Linked DNA regions of Mus musculus: region 2 is linked to region 1. Evidence: chromatin contacts called from public Micro-C data. All regions are on one chromosome and are shown on one strand. The core of a region is the stretch at or near the end of the contact, and the rest is flanking DNA. Distances in the headings are between cores, read along the strand shown.

The links. A called contact is a pair of places that touch in the nucleus more often than the background predicts.
Region 2: a Micro-C map of stem cell-derived neural progenitor cells shows a contact between it and region 1, with 4 times the contacts expected there. The contact joins the enhancer-like site here to the promoter of 9530026F06Rik in region 1. A contact is called at or near these places in 1 of 15 datasets of contacts at CTCF or cohesin (stem cell-derived epiblast-like cells), 28 of 484 Hi-C or Micro-C datasets (the AML12 cell line, the N1E-115 cell line, Sertoli cells and 17 more) and 3 of 115 datasets of contacts at active chromatin or transcription factors (embryonic basal ganglia, embryonic forebrain and neural progenitor cells).

Annotation. Positions count from the first base shown.
Region 1 is chr1:61,375,196-61,382,334 of GRCm38.p6, reverse strand. 9530026F06Rik (RIKEN cDNA 9530026F06 gene) reads right to left here and starts at 3,903. Exons shown (of 5, transcript NR_040483.1): 1 at 3,779-3,903; 2 at 3,167-3,325; 3 at 2,106-2,339.
Region 2 is chr1:61,910,173-61,917,311 of GRCm38.p6, reverse strand. The region is part of intron 2 of Pard3b (par-3 family cell polarity regulator beta); the gene reads right to left. Among named protein-coding and RNA genes, the nearest start is that of Pard3bos1, 49 kb to the right of the region's middle. Within about 2 kb of position 4,156, at least 21 of the 459 cell types and tissues checked have an H3K27ac peak or open chromatin away from gene starts, as enhancers often do. A contact at or near this core is called in cerebellum, embryonic forebrain, neural progenitor cells and 1 more, where this site is marked.

The DNA of each region.
Region 1 (7,139 bases), core at 2,654-5,153:
TTTTTAAGATTTAATTATACAAATTATCTTCTTTTTTAGGAGTTTGCTGGACTCTTTTCAACCTTCTCCCCCCCCCCCCCTTGCAACTGTTAGCCAGTGACTATCCTTTGAGTGTATCTCAACCCCAGGTAGTTTATATTGATAACGATTTCAGATAAATGTCTTGTAATGGAAGAGAAGCATCAAGCAACAGAAGTCAGCAATCTGAGGTCTCCACAAAGTAAACATGTCACTTGGGACATCTTGATGATACTTCTAGTGAGGTAAGAGCAAGCAAGATGTGCAATGACAGAGACTCTGAGACATCAGCCAGAAAGAATATCCAGAGTTCACCGTGATTCCCAAGGCACCTCTCTGTTCTCAAAGTTAAGAAGAAGGAACAGGTAGATTGATTTTTCCAGAAGAAATGACATGCACTAGACTATACCCACCTGGATGTTTAGAATCCATCTTAATGGACACTCAATCTGCTGGTAGAGATTTGGACTCTGGATTTGTCTTCTGGCCAGGAAAGATTTACCCTCATTTAGCTAGTTCCCGTCGCTCCAGTAAGGAGGCAGGGCCAGAGTTAGAGGTACAATCTGTGTTAGATGCCAACTTGACAGCATCTACAATTACCTAAGAGACAAACGTCTGGGTATATCTATCAGGAAGTTTCAAGATTGGGATAATTGAGGCAGGAGGAGCTACCCTATCCATCGGTGGTACTATTTCATAGGCTGGGGTCTTGAACTGGACAAATAGGGTAGAAAATGAGTCAAATGCTCACATCTATTGCTCTCTGCTCCCTTGCGGTGGTGGATCCATTAGGAAGGAGCAGACAACTCATCCTCCCACTGCACTGCTGTCCTCACTAGGATGGAGTCTCCGACCTCCCTTTCCTTACGTTACCTTTGTTGAGAGATTTGTTAAAGCAAGCAGGCAACACTAAAGCTGTGGGACAAAGAAAGTTGTGCCATTTTGTACTGACAAAGGGAGGGAAAGGAAGCCTTTTCTAGTCATATGAACAGCTGACTTCAGATCTCTTGTAGTGTTATCCAAGTGACAACCCAAATTTCCAAAGCTATAGCTGAAATTCCCAGGCAGCCCGAGCGACTGTCTCATTATTCTGATAGTGCCAATGTGGCCTTTCATAACACACTGTCATTGTCATACTTGTCCTGGGAGCATCAGACAATGATGGCCATTAGTTTGCATTTTTGAAAACATGTCTGGCTATCTGACAAGTTTTACATACAAATTAAAATAATCACAAGATTCTGGCTGGTGGCGTGTCCCACAATTGTCCAGGGTGATATTATAGCCATGATGGCATTCCCCCCTGTTAGTTCCTAAAGTTATGGAACAACAACAAAAAATATCTGTCACAATAGTTCCTTTGGCTTGACAATGTAGAATCTTTGGTCACAAGCAAACACAGTACGCCATTTCAGATATGCATCTGCCACTTCAGATACATGTCTGTCACAAGTAAAGGAGTGATTAGGTTCGGGGGACTAAAGACTTAAAACTCATTCCTCACAGTCCTGATGCATCGTGCTTATTACCCCCTGATTTTGGCTTTTGTATGGTTTGCTAATTATACTTCCTCCTAATCTGCAATTATCAATTTGCCCATCCTGTTTTACTTTATCCTATTATCCATGCAAGCAACGTCTGTTTAAGATTATTATCTCGTAGAGAGCCACCATCAGCCATATTTTTACACTGTGTGCCCGAGTGCCAGAAGGAGAGTCACTGAGGAGAAAACGGGGACGGGATTGAGCACCATGGGCAGTGGCTCCAGCGGTTGACATCACTCTCCTGCCAATCCAGAGGAGATGGCCCAGGAACTGCAGAGAGGTGAAGACCCAAAAAGACATCTAGCAGAAGGTCAGGCCTTAGGGGACCAGGAGCATCTTGGGTTGGATTGTAAGACAGGATGCTGTCAAGCACCTTTCAACCATAGCTGCTGGCCTCCGCCACGGGGCCTGGGCCGGGCTGCTCTTATCTGCATTGTGCAGTGCTCTATGGCGTGCCTTGCACCCGGGGTTTGTTAAAATAACTATGATGATGGTAAATACAGATTAAAATAAAGTGTGGAGAAGCCGAGCCTATTAACTCACCTTGAGGTCTCAGGCCTGGTGGAGAATCCAGGCAGAACAAATGGCGCCACGATGCTCCAAGCCAAAAGCCCCCAGTGGGAAGACTGTGGGATCAGCATGAGCGGAGGAATTAACCACGCACTCCCTTTAATGTTCATCAGAACCGAACGCTGCCAATTTACAGCACTTCAGCACTTCGGGGCCTCTTAGAGTCTTTCCAATTATGCTAGTTGGGAGGTGACTGGCCCGTGGTCCCTGTGGTGAGATTGTGGAAGCAGAACTGAGCACCAGAGTCCTGGGGTTCCAATGTGCCAGTCCTAATGAAGCCGCATTGTTCAGCCCATTCTTCTGCCCACAACCCCTGCACCCGATTAGCATTTCCTCTGCTGGGTTTCCCCCGAACTCAAACTGGAGAGAAGGAATGGACCGTTCGCACAGCCAACTCCGGGAGCAGAGTGTGCGGAGCCTTATATTTCTAGTTAAAAAGCAATAAATCTTAAGTCAGGTAATGAATTCCATTCTGAGTAATTTCATTATGGATGTCTATTCAGAGGTTCTACAACACAGGCAGGGTGACTGGAAAACCTGCTCTAATGTGCTGGCTTTTTTCCTTGTGCCAAATTAATGGTGAAGGCCTTTGAAGGGATGCTTCATTTAGGCTTTCTTATTATCAAAAATATTCTACAAGCTGGAGCCGGGGCCTGAGTGCAGTTGTATTGCAGAGGGAGATCTTAATCTTGGATCGATGGCTGGCAGAAGTCCACTACTAAGGGAGCCCTGCGCTCTGCAATGCAGACTTCCACCCCAGGCCTGGCAGCTCTCTGTTGGGGTCTAGAAGGGAAGCATTCGGGAGGAAGGTCTGGGGAGTGATGCTAACAAGCAGACTTCCTCTGTGGGGTTTCTTTTAGTAAGTCCTGCAGGACCAAGATGATTTATATGCGTTTGGGTCCATGTCCTTCTCTCCGGCTCAAACTCTGTCTTCCACGTTTTCTTGCCATGATGTTATATTCCCACTCTAGAACCTTAAATTGTCCTCCCTGGGATTCAGTGTGCTTCCCTACCTTAACACACACGTTCCTCACCTGGTCTCTTGACCCGCGCTTCTGATTCAGTAGCTGCGAGGTGCCGGGTCCCAGACTCTGCTAATGTAATAAGTCCCAAGCTAGACCACACTTGGAGTTGGAAGGCCTGAGAATACACCAGTGCTCAAACTTGGACTTGCCTGAGAATCACCAAAGGGTCTGTTAAAACAGAGATTCTGAGCCTCACCCTGAGTTTCTGACTCTATGAGTCTGGGAACCCGACCAAGATTTGCATTTCCCATCAGTTCCCACCGATGCTAAAGCTGCCTCCCGGTCGGTCGAGGCTGCTCACTTGAGAACCGTGGCTCCCGAGTGATAGATCTCAGTGTTGCCTGCGCATACCTATCAACCAAATAAACATGAGAAGATAGACATAAATTCCTAGCTCCAGCCCAGCCCTAATGAAAACAGAATTCGGAGTTGGAGTCTCCTCTGCTGCGGCACTCATGATATGTTACGATGGAGAGAGAGCCGCATTGCTCTGAACCATGGCTGCAGCATAGCTTCTCTATGGACAGATGGGAAAACAGGTCTAGGCACTCTTCCTCTAGTGTGCATGGTACTGTCCTATCCCAGAACTTGGGTTAAACAGGTTCTTTTTATTCAGATTACCTCCTCTGTGCTCTGTCAACACCGCCTCTACCGCCATCTATTTCCTGGTTCATCTCACCCCGCACTGAGGTTTCCTGAGCAGCTGGGTGCTGTCCATTCTGAGCGTCCTCTAGACAGTGTTTCTTAATTCCAGGAGTGACTTGCATTCCGACCTCCCTTCCTCGCCCCTCCCTCCTTCAGTTCCCTGTCCTTTTGAACAACCCTTGCAAGACCCGTGTCTGCACTAGGCTTGCTGGTCATGCTTTGTGAGTTAGGTCTTGCTCATTCCGCAGGCACCCTTCAAAGCTTTGGGGTCCATTTCACCCCCTGTCAGCAAGTCCTGTTCTCATATCAATGGAATTGTTCTGTTTGTTACTCTGTGGTCCTGGACATGTGCCTTCTTCATCTCTCCTACTCACAGGCTGTCTGAGTGTAGGGATTAGATCATGCACATCTGTATCTGAGTGTAGGGATTAGATCATGCACATCTGTATACGCCTGCACCTTTCACCTCGACACAGGTGCTCACTTTTTAAAAATGAGGCCCATGGAAAACGCAGCAGCACTGCAGTCACCTGCAAACTGGCCTACGTTGCAGACTCTCAGTCTCCACCCACATCCATGAATCAGCATCTACATTTTAACAAGAGGTGTGAGAAGCTGTGCACTCTAGGGGAAAACGGCAAAATAGTTAAGAGAAATGGCTTCTGGTCTAGACCTTGAGGCTTGGGATGTTGGAGTGAGTATCAACACCATCTCTCCACATCTCCAGTGGGAATAAATACAACTAATAAAAGTCTCCTTATCCAGGAGCATTAGCGAAGAAAAGAAAATGTAAGTAAACCCCTCAGAACATTGAAGCACTCAATAATGCAACATCAGCTATCATTGCCCAATTAAAAGTGGTTAACTTTAATTGAATTCTAACTGCTACCTACAATAGACAAGAAAAATGAATCACGGCTCTGCATGGATTTCAGAAACATGAAATGTCAAAGGTAATAAATAAAAATATTAAAAGCCCTTTAGCAATCATTAAGGAGAATACCGAATAATTCCTGTATCAAGCCGTAAGCGCTCCGGTGCGGTGAAACCTTTAAAATAACCATCCCCCAGTTTTTTGCTGTGTCACTAGCTTTTCTTCTCCTGTGCAGTCTTTTCGGGCTGCTTTATTCTGCTCCACCTAAAGAATAACTTCATATAGTGAATTTTGTTTCTCAAGACTCTTGGATCTCCCTGTTGCCTTCAGGATTACCTGAGCGGCCATAAACCGCTGGGCTTGCTTGGCTGAAACCTGTGCACACACTGCCCCCTAGCGGGTCCTTTCTGTCATCACGCTGAAAGCCAAACCAAAAAAAAAAAATAAAAAAACAGACCAAAACAAAAAACCGAGAGCAATCCCTCGGCTTGCCCCTGGCTCAACATAAAAGCTCTGACTGCCTGCCCAGCTTTAAAACTAGCACCAAGCCACTGTGTGCATGAAGCAATAATAATTTGCAGTATTGTTGGAATTTACTAGAATCTGTGAGGCAGAATCTAATATCTAATACTTGGGTTTAATTCCCTCAAATGTTAGAAATGAAGATATTAACAGTGAGTCTAGAATGAAGATTAATTTGAACAGTACACATCCGTGTCTCACAGTGTGTCCAAAGCTTACTCTGCTAAGGGATGACTGGGTGACGTTATCAGCTGAGGGGATTTGTTCAACAAATGGAGTTTGAGAGGCTACTTTGTACTGAACAGAGTTTTCACACCCAAACCCCTGCTCTTAAGGGAGTGACATTCCAATTAATATCTGTGACCATCTATCATCATCTCTCAGATGTCCCTCAGGGCTTCCTGGGAGTTTCTTTTGGCTCCCAGGAGGTGTGAACTTGCCTTGGAGCAGAAACTAAGGGTATTTGTGTCTTGGTGACTCCCAATCCTCACCCTATGATATACCACTCCCTCATGCTCCACCCCTCATGCCCCCCACGCCCCGCCCTATTTTTCATGTCATCCAATGGGCTGCTTTGACTTTTTCTTCCTTTCTGTTTTGCTCCTTATCGAATCATTTTAAAGTTTAGTGGTTTTGTTGACTTTGTCTGTGTGTTCCTGGCCTCACTCTAAGCCTCCTTGGAGCATTACCAACTGTACACAAAGCCAATACCGAAAACTAACCCCAGCACGACCTCAGCCTTGCTTTGCTCTGTGTCACTTTGGGCTCCTGTCAGCACTCCCATAGGTACAGATCTAATTTCCCATCTCTTTGACTTAGATGAAAACCTCAGCTGCTCCGTGTGAGAAATAAACATTCAATAATATACAGGTTGCAATGTTGCTATACATATGTGCCAGGAAATATAATGTTTTGTCATTATATCTCTATCTGTCTGTCTGTCTGTCTGTCTGTCTGTCTGCGTGCGTGCGTGCGTGCGTGTGTGCGTGTGTGTGTGTGTGTGTGTGTGTGAGTGAGTGTGTGTGTGTGTAGGTGTGTTGCTGTCTGTCATGGGATCTTTGTCTTGGCTCTGGAGTAAAGAGAAAGCAATGCCTCTGTCCCCATGCTCATTCTGACTCCATCTGCTAGTCTCCTAAGCATCCTTCCTGCTACTTCTAATTTCCTTCTGTCACTCCTTTAGAAAGAACACCACCAAACCCCACTGTTCTTGGTCTCTTGGTGTCAGAATTCCTTTGCCTGGGAAGTTGTTGATAGAGTCAACTTGTGACCTTCCTAATCTTTGATCCCTTCCTGGGGTCCTAGCTGAGATGGTGATGGAGCAGACGGTGAGGCTAGAAACTATCTAACCCAGCATGGCTCATGTGCCTGAATTCTAGGTGATCCTGTGTACAGGATTCCTTCTTTTTCAGGGCTCTCCAGAGATGAGACTGAAGGGTAGCACAGATAGGTCACTTTAGACCACACATTTCTTAGTCAGTGTCATCTATGAACCTTCCATGGCTGTCCCTCAAACCACTAAAAATCCATTCTTGGTATTCGATTTATGCCCCTCCATACTTTTCTTTTTCTTTTTAAAATTTATTTCATGTCTATGACTACACTGCAGCTGTCTTCAGACACACCAGAAGAGGGGCATCAGATCCCATTACAGATGGTTGTGAGCCACCATGTGGTTGCTGGGGCTTGAACTCAGGACCTTTGGAAGAGCAGTCAGTGCTCTTAACCGCTGAGCCATCTCTCCAGCCCTGCTCCTCTACTTTACATCTTGTTGACATCTTGTCTGTGGACTTTCTGATACTAGAGGAATGCTAGAGACATGGACAGGCTCTTGGTAAAGGAGACAGAGCTGGTCATAGTGGTACATGCTTACAGTCCCAGCATTCAAGTTGTGGAGGCAGAAGAATCATGATGGTAGGCCAGCCTTGTCTACACAACTAAGAT
Region 2 (7,139 bases), core at 2,907-5,406, 530 kb before region 1:
CATTTTAGAGTTTACATTCAACAGTGAGAGACAGACCTTACAAACTGAAAGAGATATAATTAGTTGAAATGATAACAAACAAATATGAAGAAGATAAGGAGATAGGTACATGATGAAGAATGTCATGACTCTGCTATTAGAACTACATTAGGCAGGATGGCCAGGAAAGACTTCTTTGAATAGAAAGAAGGACTTTGTACTTTAACTCAGAAAGTGGTGGCTTCCAAGAGAACATACTGTCAGAGAGCCCTAAAGAAAGAAGAAACAGTCAGGATATAAGTTCCATGACAGGAAAAAAACTTTAGGTGTTCTAGAAGTAAAGGCAGGAAGGGGAAGCATACTGGGTCACAAGGGGTCCTGGCTCAAGATATATTACAGCAGTCTGTAGGACAGTATCATCTGAGACCTTTCTAGTCTCAGGAAGATCTTTATATTTTCATCTAAACCAACAGATCTAACTACAGTGTTTAACCATGAAGCCACAAAATGGGGCACAGCATAAATCTATCTCTGACTTCCACCAAAAGATTCGTGTCAAGGCTTGGGGCAGAGAAGGAAGGATGGAGGGTCCAATGCTACATGCAGAAGCCAAGTCAGAAGTTGAAAGTGATCGCCAGATATGGGAAATACAGGCATAGCAAGAGAACAACAAACCATTTGCTATCAGATAATTCCCACAATGAAACACTTTCAAGATGAAAGGAAGAACCCATGGAAAATCAAAAAGCAGGTGACAACACAAGTTGGAATCTTCGACTTAATATTTATTTGGTGCTGTAAACAGTGGGGAGTGACAAGACTTAGAATAATAAAACCATGTTTGGCTTCAATTTTCATAAAATTGAGTTTTGCACTTTTAGTAGACCTGATATGAAAAGGTTTTGCTTAATTTGAAAAGCTGTGCACATGGGAAAAGCTAGTGGCTGATAAAGGATTATTCTTCTTGGGTTACATGCTAAAACCTTGTCTTCAAGGAACTACAAATTCTATGAATGTCTATATGCCTATTCCTGTGAGCTATACCTTTCTAGATGTATAGCCAAAAGCTTTTCTCAAAGCTGTGAATAATTTACAGATCAGTTACTAGGAACTATGGTTCATATTTTCAGAGGAATAATTTTAAGTATAAGTACTGATCACTTACAGATTCTTAATAGGCTAGGAAAGTGTATTGAATTCACATGCCAAATATATTAGATCCTATAACTGACAATGTTAAACTCTGCTTCTATGGGAAAACAGATAGAAACGCCAGTTCATACCAACTATTGTTTGATAATGAGAGTGAAATCTTTGTACATCCAAAGGCCCTTTGATGCAAGCAGGGACATCATGGTCCTGTGGAAGAAAAACAAATTTTACCCAGAGAGAAAGGTCATAGAGGATGGGGTGTTGAGAGCGATGGCCCTGGGAGTTGGGTATGGCTGGAGATATCTGCACTGAAAATTCACTGATAGAATAAAACCCTGTGTCTCTCGCTGCATGGCAAACTGGTTTAAACCTGGTCTCAATGGTAAAAGAAGAATATGGCAAAAGCAAAAACGGGGGCAATGAAGGAGAGCTGTGATCACTAGCACAGATAAGAATATCCTCAATGGGAGGGGAGGCCCTTGGTCCTGTGAGGGCTCTATGCCCCAGGGTAGAGGAATGCCAGGTCAGGGAAGCTGGAGTGGGGGGTAGGATAGCAGTTTTCTGGAAGGGAAATGAGGAAAGGGGATACTGTTTGAAATGTAAATAAAGAAAATATCTAATATAAATAAATAAATAATATTCCCAGAAGAGGTTCTTAGGAATAGAAGGAAAGGAACTGTGAATTTAGACAAAAAGAAAAACGAAAGAACAACAGAAATCAGCGTTGATGCACTTTCCACTGTGTAGAAGCACCTGGCTGAAGCAGCTCCCACAGGACACACAAGTGAAATAAAACAGGAAATGCATAATAAACCAGAGTTTTCAAACAAGCTAACTCCTAACAAACACATGGAGTATCAAGAAAATCTTTATAGATTAATGAGAGACATTAAAAGTCAACTCTGTGTCTCTCTCTGACAGGTGAAAAAAATACAAGGTTCAAGCTGACAAAGCAATGTGAGCTGCCACAGGCTTAGACAGAATGAGAGCTGCCTGTCTTAGAGATCAAGTGTTCCCGAGAATAGAATCTCTGGGAGAGAAAATCAGAGGGGGACCATGAGGCCACAGGATAAACAAGGATTACAACTACAATGTACAACTTCAGCAAATTATTGATATAAAAAAGCCAATCATATTATTTAGGTATTGTATGTAATAATATAACATGACCTGAAGATCTCTAAATAGGTCCGAGTGATTATCCACTGTAAAACTGGCCCATCTGAAGGTCTCAAAATACTCTTCTAAGAAAAAGGACAACATTAACATTTGTTCTCTAAGCATTTGTTTAAGATATTATTTTAGCTATGTGGGCCTGTGTGTAGATAAATGCACATGATTGCAGTGCCCACAGAGGTTAAAGAGGGTGTTGGGTGCTCAGAACTGTATCTACAGTTGTGAGCTGTCTGATGTGGGTGTAGGGACCCACCCCAGGTCTCTGCACTTATTAACCACTCTCTTTCTAGCCCAAAGAAAAAGTTGAATGTCACAATTATTTTCTGTTGGATTCATTTTCCTCTTAAAGTGCCATCCCCCCTGGTTTTTGTGGGTCCCTTTTGACTGTTATCTCTGCTTTTCCTGCCATCTTGAACCTGTTGGTGTCGAACCCTAGTCAGATGACTCTAATGTTCACTAGTTTAAGAAGGCCTGGATCACTCAAACTGAAAGAAACACATGTAACGTAGGACTAGAGACACTCGAAGAAAAGATATTCCTGAAGCTAAATAATCAATATAATGGTGATTTTGATGGCTCAGAGGCAATTACAGTGATACTATTCTGAATATATTTCACTTACCAATCTAATCGAATTTTCACTTACATCTGAAAATCTCTGAGTTTTCGGGGATACCAAAAATATCAAGTTCAATAAACTAGAGGAAAATAATTATTAAGGATATATTGAATTAGGGGCTGGAGAGATGGAGAAGGTGTAAGATCACCTGCTGCTTCAGTTCGAAGCTCCAACATGGAGTCTCACATGCATGGGGAATATGAGGCCTTTTTCTAGCCTCCATAGGCACTTCATGTATGTACAGCTACATGCATACATGCATAAATAGATGCATACATAGATACATACATACAAAAATAAAGTATACATAGCATTGATTTTTATAAGGTATATCTACTTTAAATATCATTTTAACATCTTGATTTATTTTTGATAACACTGTTCTTGATGTGTTATTTCTGAACAACTTTATAAATTCTAGTTTCTAGCACTACCTGTAGGTAAAAACTAAATTAATTAGTTAAGTTTAGAAACAAATCATCTAACAAGGAAACATTTGAGGGAAATATATGAGGAGCACATGGGCATTGAATAAAAATTTGTAGTCACCTTGAACCCACAGAATCATTAGAAAATAAAGGTTCATTGTTAAAGCAGCATCATGGGCTAAAGAAACCAAATAGAACACTCACAATGGTGGCTATAGGCTCACAGGATTTAGTGAGTTCCATATATGCACCTTTTGCCAGTAAAAATCTCAGCATCACATTACAAAACCTCACTTCATTGTATAGCACGGTAGCATGCTGAACACCAAGGAAAGACACCGTACCACATCTCATCCCCACAACGTAAAGCTATCAGAGTATATGATGCCAGGGAAACTCAGCCATGAATACAGTGTTGGTTTCTTTGTTTGTTTGCTTGTTTGTTTTTTACATTGTAAATCAAGAAATGTAGAACACTTTTTAAAATAAAGCTTTGAAGTTGTATCCTTTCAATTACAAAAGACAAAACAAAAGTGTGCAAACAGTCCAGCCAGAGGACTGATACATGATCTCTCAGGGCCTTTTACACAGCAGATTCCAATCACACCTCCAGGAGCACACGTAAGAAACTTAACGACATCTTGCCTCTTTCCTTGTAGTTAACAATTGAGACTCTTTTCATAGGTCTCCATTCTGCCAAAACATTTTCTGAATACAAGCTGGCAGTGCTAGAGAAGTTGTCTTCTTTCTTTCCAAGGCTTTACATTGGTAGCCAAAGTGTCTTTGTTGCTCAAATAATCTATGCCATCTGCCAGCAGCCTCTATCCTGAGGGCCATCTGCCAGCCTCTCTGTGGCTAGCCCAGGACATGCTGCCTGTGTGCTGTTTAAAGGGCTCTTTTATGGGAGCAGAGATGAGAACACTCACAACAGCCCCTTTCCATATAACTAATCTTGGTCATCGGCCTCAACACTGGTCTCTAGCAAGACTGGCTCTAAGGACTGCAAACTGCCTTTATTTGTTCTTTCCTATTAGAAAATGGTAGCTAGAGAATGGTAATACAACCAATTGTTAATGACATGTTTGTAGACCTGTGTTTCCTTTTTGGTTTTATATGGTAGTCTCAATTATAATGAATTATTTTTCAGGTAAACAAGAAAAGGAGAGAAAACAATCCTTATTTCTTAAGTGAGTCCGGGTTATTTTAAAAGCTAACTTCTGGCAGAAATTACTAATTCAGTTGAGTGTTATTAACAGTATAATTTAACTTTATGCTGTTCTGCACTGTTCTTCATCGTAATCTACTTAAAATTCCTGATTTTAAAGTAGCATCAACAGGGCTACAGAAGAGTCTCCTAGGGAGGTTAAGCCTAAGAGTTCCATTAATGTCTCCCTAAGGCCACCAGGAAATTCCTTAAAGCAAAGGAGTGCCAGGCTTTTCGGTGGGATTATGCTCCGGCTTTTGTCTTTCTAGAGTACTGATTACTGGGATTTACTCTATGTCTCCATCACTGCCAGCCTGGAGGGGAGGCCCCTTATTCCCAATCACTCATCAGAAATCCCAGGATAGGCAAGTACCAGGAATTGTGAAAGCCTTTGCTATCCCAGTATCAAAATTAAATTAGCATTTAACTGAATGTGTAGAATCAAGTTCACACAGAACAATTGACTGCACTTCCCAAACGCTAGAAAACATTCTCATTTTAAGCAGCAGCATCTAGCCATATCCCATTCTCTTGGTAATTTTCTCCAAAGGCGGATGTGATCTTTATATGGGTGGAGAAGACTCTCAATGTATTTCTCTATGCAATTCTTTTACATTGGTTAGCTTTGTAAACCGCACATCTTGACCCAGGAACATATAGTTTTTTCCATCAGTTCCTAAAAATGTACCATGTATTCTGACTCTAAAACATATATAATCAAAAGCTTCTAACATTCATGTTCCAGATTTCTATTCACAATGGAACAGTATACACTTGGTAGAGGAATAGCACTAAGTACATTTACACAATTGTTGTCATTATTTCTATTTTGCCTACTTGAATAAAAAGAATGCACCTATTAAGCCTTGTTCTTTAGTGTCACTTTTTTTTGCCTCAAAATATATCATTTACAAAATAATTCATTTAAGAACAGTAATTGAGTCACACATACAATTTTATATCAAATGGCTAGTGAGATGGCTTAGTCCTTTCCTCCAAGACTGGCAACCTCAGTGCAATCTCTGGGACCCATAAAATAGGAGGAAACCCCTCTCACAAGTTTCTCTCTGACCTCCACACTTGTGCCTTGGTACGTATGCCTATACTAACGCATGCACAAAGGGGTATGCGAATAAGTAAAGGAATGTAAAAGGTAAGTGAAATGTTTTGATTACAACTCAGTGAATTTTAGAACTAAGCAAGTTCTTAATGAACTGCATGTACCAGCCTGTATTCTGAAGATAACTCCAGTCCTGTGGCTCCTGCACAGACTCAGGCTGACCAATGGAGCTCTGCCACTCATAAGGGATGCTTCTTTTTGCAAGAGAAAGACTATTGCAGAGATTCACATTGGTCAAAGGCAGAGAATGAGAGTCTAGGAGGTGCCCAGCTCCAGTTGATATATATCTACAGAGCAAGACTCAGGGAAAAATCTTAGACAATTTCTAAGAGCCAGAGGACCAGGCCACCTGCTGCTCAACAATGTCTTTTAGATATGACAGGAAAGGAGTAGTCACAAAATTTCAAAAATATAGTTACCTAAACAAAACCTGCATAATGACAGCAATTGGCATGCTATTGGGGGACATGGGAAATACTACCAGGTCCAAGACCTATATGAAGTGTCAGACAATGAATAACTGCTGAGAGAGGACCAGCTCTCTCACACGTTGTCCATCCCCAGTGGTCTTTTATAATCTTATCTACTGGGGCTGGAGAGACGGCTCGGCCGTTAAGAACACTGACTGCTCTTCTGGAGGTCCTGAGTTCAAATTCCAGCAACCACATGGTGGCTCACAACCATCCATATAGCTACAGTGTACTCATATACATAAAACGAGTAAATAAAAACCTTAAAAAAATAAAAAAAATAAAAAAATAAACTTATCTACTTCTGACCAATATTAAATGGACTTGGTAGACTGCACATTATTTAACAAAAATCATTAAATATAGCAATAAAATTCAAGGAGATGGGGCTTTGAATTTGAGGGGAGTGAGGATAACACAGGAGTTACAGCTGTGGTTCCCAACCCTTCTAATGCTGTGACCCTGTAACACAGTTCCTTGTTGGTGATGCCCAGCCATAAAATTATTTCATTGCTACTTCAAAACTCTTATTTTGCAACTGCTATGAATCATAAATACCTGATGTGAGCCCATGGGGTCGTGGCCCACAGGTTGAAAACAACTGAGTTAGAAGCAATGGAGAGAAAGAGAAATGCTATGAATATCCAAATGTGTGAATGCCCATGTATGAAATATCCAAATATATCAAAATAAAAATTAAGAACAATGCCTCAATCATGAAACCAGGCACAGTCATTTATCCCAGCACTCAGAAGGCAGAGTGAAGTAAATCTCTGTGGAGTCAAAGCCAGCCTGGCCTATACAGCAAATTCCAGGCCAACCAAAGAAATAATCTATTAAGCTCATTTTAAACTAAACTATGATTAAGGGTATTGCACTGACATGTTTTTACATGTCTATAACCATATATATATACATATACATATACATATACATATACATATACATATACATATACATATATATACACACACACACACATACATATATA